Linked DNA regions of Cyprinus carpio: region 2 is linked to region 1. Evidence: chromatin contacts called from public Hi-C data. All regions are on one chromosome and are shown on one strand. Each heading gives the region's core, a stretch centred on a gene start, on an enhancer-like site or on the middle of the called end of the contact. The rest is flanking DNA. Distances are from core to core; before and after follow the strand shown.

Region 1 (2,588 bases), core at 32-2,531:
AAACAGTGCAGATGAACGTTGCCCTTGTTTGATCAGAAGTGAACTGCAGAGGCTTTCTTTTTAAAGCACTGTTTGGCAGGATGTGTTTTCAACCGTCTGATCGTCTCTGTAGTGTGTTGTTCACTATCAGTGCTGTGTGTCCCGTAAGATGCTGGTAAAGGTCAGAGCAGCAGGAGTTTCTGAATGTTGAACAGACAAACCCCTGACAGATGATCTGCTGCTGTTTGGTCTCTGTGGATTTAAACAGACTCGCTGTTCTTTGTCTGCATCCTTAAGGCATTTGTGTTTCAGTCTGTACACAAACAAAACATGTTTGAACATATTTCTACCTACCTACTTATTTATTTATTAGTTTATTTATTTATTTAAAATATGTATATTACCATTTATTTACTTTAAATTTTAATTTATTAATATAATAATTATTTTTTTAAATATGTATATTACCATTTATTTACTTAAATTTTTAATTTATTAATATAATAATTATTTTTTTTAAATATGTATATTACCATTTATTTACTTCAATTTTTTATTTATTAATATAATAATTTTTATTTTTTAAATATATATATTACCATTTATTTACTTTATTTTTTTATTTATTAATATAATAATTTAGTTTTTTAAATATGTATATTACCATTTATTTACTTTAAATTAATAAATGAATTATTACCTATTTTTATTTCAAGTAAAAGTGCAAAAAAAAAAGTAAAGTAAAAGTGCAATTTTATGCAGTATGGTTATTGATAACTAAATTACGGTATTAAAATGTTCATTTTCAGTCATTAAAATAAAGCTGAAAAATCGAATTTAATATTGGAAGAAAAACTAACTGATATAAAAAGATGCCACATTTTATTTACCGCTGAACCAAGTCCAAAATGAAATTGCACTTGAAATTGAAATTGTCCGAACAGCAGCAGCAGAATATTGTAAACGCTGATATTTCCTTCTTATTTTGGTGTTTGGCCCAGTAAATGTGAAAGTATGAATGTAGTCGGGAGTTTGTAGCGTGTTATTAAAAGCATGAAGAGACGTTCTCCAAGATCCTGTTGCACTGTGGAAAATATTTATTCTTAGACATCAGTAACTATTTTCAGCTTGTCAACAGATCTAGATGTGATGCATATCTGTCCTGCATGTATTACTTGGCAAGTAATTGCCTCCCTTTCAGAGGTGAATGAAAAAGATTCATCCAGCTGTAATACAAATAATGTTGCACTCCTTATAAGATAATGTACTGTATGTACAGTAGCAGCTATGCCTTCAAGCCCATCTGCATTGTTTTGGGCTTAATTCATTCAGTGGCGTGTAGAGAGCAGGTGTGTGGCAGTGATCTCGTGTTGATGAACACTCGCGACCCGTCAGTCTGCACATGTGACAGCCGTCTGTGAGCTCATTTCTTCACGTGTCTCTTTAAAAAATTACTAAACATTAATTGAATAAAAAATAAATACTACAATTCATAAAAATAAATAATATCACAAACAAAATAAAATCAAATCAAAATTCTCAAGATAATCTAATTTATATTTTCAAATGTGCAATTTTATGTAGTGTTACTGTATTAAAAAGTTCTGTTTCGTAATTGAAATAAAGCTGGAAAAAATCAAATGTAAGCATTAGGTTAAAAACTGTAATGAAAAGTAGAAATGATGCCTTGGCTGAAAGTTGAAATACTAAACTGACAAAAACAGTAATTAAAATGTGTATATACAGTTACAAAAATGACAAACAAATATCAAATGTACCAAAACTTAAAATAAAATAGTAATTTACCAATAAGACACTATTTTATTTATATATATATATATATATATATATAGGAATTATAATATATCATATATTTCCCTATATTTTAATTAAAAAAACATACGTCTGTATAGTCTTTATACATTTTTATTTTTAAAGTTGGTTAAAATATGAAATATTTTATTCAATAATTTATTTATTTACTTAAGAAACTTTTTTTTTTTAATGATTTTAGTTTTGGGTTCAGTTCTAAAAATAATTTTTCTGATAATGACATAAAAATAAAAGCTAATTCAAAATGTAATAAATACCATAATATATAAAAACTGCTCAAATAAAACTGATGATATGGCTCCAGCTGATGTACTAAATGTTAATTTTTCAACCAGAATATTACACTGTGTTGATGTCTCAAATCACGCAGCTTCTTGAAAAGAGATGATGTACCTGATTGTGTTGATATTGTGAATTTACAATATTTGCTTTGTAGTAGATTAAACCTTCTGAAAAAAAAAAAAATCTCTTAAACTTGCGTCAGTGGAGGGACTCACCGTGTGGTGGTTTCTTCTGGCTATGCCATTATTTTATTTATTTATTTTTATCAATATTGCAACAACGTTATCTAATATTGCAAGTCATGGCCATCAAATGGAGGTTCTTCTCATGAGGCTTAGCAGCTTAAACACGACAGGCTTGAAAAACCAGAAAATGGGGTCTAAAGTCCAATCCTCTCATAACATCTCTCTTTTTTTTTTTTTCTAATTGCATGCTATGCCAAAGGGATTAGCTTGTTAATGCGGGCCTGGGGAAAAAAAATAACCAGAAAGGAG
Region 2 (2,588 bases), core at 65-2,564, 62 kb before region 1:
CTGCCTCATTTATATTGGGTTTTATTGTTTTTGTCTCATCATGCTGATGTTCGGACTGGGACACGCCATAACAGTATATGTTGAGGGGCGTAATATTTCCGTTAGACGCTTGAAACAGTTGGCCAATCACAACGCACTGGATAGCTGGCCAATCAGAGCACACCTCGCCTTTCAGACCGATGAGCTTTGTAAAAAATGACGCATTTCAGAAGGCGGGGCATAGAGGAGAAATAATATTGTACATTATGTGGAAAAAGTGTTTTTTGAACCTTAAACCGCATAAACACATTTCATTACACCAAATGCACAAAATAATGTTCCTTTTAGCAGCATCATATGACCCCTTTAAAATAAATACATGACAGAAGTTTCAATAGAAATGATATGTACTGTATATATATCATGTAAGTATATTGTAGTTTGCCATAAATGCTTGTCATTCAGCTGTACAATTTAACCATATTTCAACAAGTAACATGTAATTATGAAATGACATATAAAGATATACTTAAATTCATCTAAAGTTCAAATAATTGCATTGATTATAAATTTAAACTATAATGTTTTTCTTTTAGTTGCAATTAACATCCATTTAAATGTCTGAAAACAATACATTTGGTTTGCAGTATATTAATATTATTTCCAAAGTACTCTTAAAGGAATACTTGTTTTTCACAATAGCATATTCTCTCTAAAACATAAATATTAATATAATAATATTTAAAAATATAAATATTTTAACATAAAATAACCCTAGTAAACAACAAAAAAAGTATATTTGTGTATATCATTTATTTAAAATAAAAAGAATTTATACTTATTATTCTTTAAATCCATTAACATATTTCTTTACATCTCACTTAAGACTATGTGTTTTAATGTCATGTTGATGAGGATTGTATGATCTTTGAATAATATCGGTCCTTAAATGCAAGATATTTAAAGTACAATGTGCAATGGTTCCACTTTAGCACAATCAAATATACTTATACTGTATGTGGCACAAAATAAATGTATTTCAAATGCATTTTATTTTTTTCACTATAGGGAAGGAATGTATGTGCAATGTGTTGCCATGAAAAAGCCAGGGTAAGGTGTTTTATATATATCCTACAGATCATATTACACTCATTCACAGTAGAAATTAGGCCACTAACCACATTAACCAAAACTTAGTTGACCGAACAGAAACCTAAGAATGAATGAACTGTACAAACACAGTGAAGTAATAACCTGAGCAGACACCTGCTGTCTCCGTCACACTAAAAAGTGTCAACGTAAGTCTGTTTGTGTGTAATGATCAGTGCTATTTATAACTGTATGCTAGTGAAAGCACACAGACTGCTCTGACACCCCTCCGCTTGGCCAGAGCCCCTCAGTCCTGTTCCGAGAGGAAAGCAGCACAGATCCAAACTGACCTCTCCACACAGCCTGACCCGGCGCAGGTAAGAGCTCTGCCTCAGGGACGCCTGGGGTGTGTGTGCAGTGTGTTCAAAGCGCTGATGACTGCCATCATTTATACATAATGATGTACAGTATTGTCTCAAAGCAGTGCGGTAAGGTCTCGGATGGAGCTACAGTGCTTTAGCCTGCACTGATTATGCTGGTCATATATAATATCTGCACACTGCTGAATTCACATATTGATGTGATTTGTGTTTTTGGTACATGAAATATAATGTGAGAATGAACTGAAATGCTGGAGATGCTAAATAGTTTACACTATACCATAATAGATTTTTTTTTTTTTTAAAGAAGTGCACTTTATTATATATATTTTTTTAAATATCACTTAATACAAAATTATTATACTTTTTTTATTTATTTCAAGTGACAACTGAAGGTAATGATTTCAGACACTTAACTGCATGTTAGTTAATAACATATATTATACTTTACATTCATAATAAATGCAATTAGCTGCTTTTTAAAATGCTTTTTGACTCACTATGTACATCTTTATATATAATTTCAGAATTACTTCTATTGTCTTTGAAATATGGTTAAAGTACTGCTGGATGTACTGACAAGCATTTACGGTGAACTAAAATATTCTTTATTTAATGTAATTTCTATCGAAACTTGGATGTCATGTATTTACATATATTTGTAATTATGCATTTGTAATGATGAAGTTGCATTTAAATATATTAACTAAATATATTAAACCGATTCAAATATACTACCTATATTAACTATTAACTAAATGTACAAATGAAGTTCAGTACTTCACATGTGCTTTAATATGTTAGTCAACACATCAAAATAAGTACTTCTGACAAATTATTATTAAAACTAGTAGTATTCTTTGAAGTGTAAATAACACGGTACTGCACATGCATATGGCATTCACTCATTGCTATATATATATAAAATCATAATCATCAATGTACTTTTTAAAACTTTGTTCATTATCATCTTTGCAATTGGTGATTATTATTTGTATATTGTTATAATATCTATCAATAGTTTTATTCAGCTTTTTATATTTGTATATATATTTCATTATTTTTATTTCAGTTTTAGTTTCAGTCATTTTATAATTTTTTCATCTAATCTTTGTATTTGATTGTATTGTAGTCTTATCT

Evidence for each region. A called contact is a pair of places that touch in the nucleus more often than the background predicts.
Region 2: a Hi-C map of skeletal muscle shows a contact between it and region 1, with 3 times the contacts expected there. The contact joins the promoter of LOC109060123 here to the enhancer-like site in region 1. A contact is called at or near these places in 4 of 8 Hi-C or Micro-C datasets (liver and skeletal muscle).

The regions. Positions count from the first base shown.
Region 1 is chrB7:41,089,799-41,092,386 of ASM1834038v1, reverse strand. All of the region lies in intron 15 of LOC109056791 (inactive ubiquitin carboxyl-terminal hydrolase 53-like), which reads left to right. Among protein-coding and RNA genes, the nearest start is that of LOC109056791, 41 kb to the left of the region's middle. Within about 2 kb of position 1,281, at least 1 of the 8 cell types and tissues checked has an H3K27ac peak or open chromatin away from gene starts, as enhancers often do. A contact at or near this core is called in skeletal muscle, where this site is marked.
Region 2 is chrB7:41,151,983-41,154,570 of ASM1834038v1, reverse strand. It overlaps LOC109060123 (myozenin-2-like), which reads left to right and starts at 1,314. Exons shown (of 6, transcript XM_042728687.1): 1 at 1,314-1,445.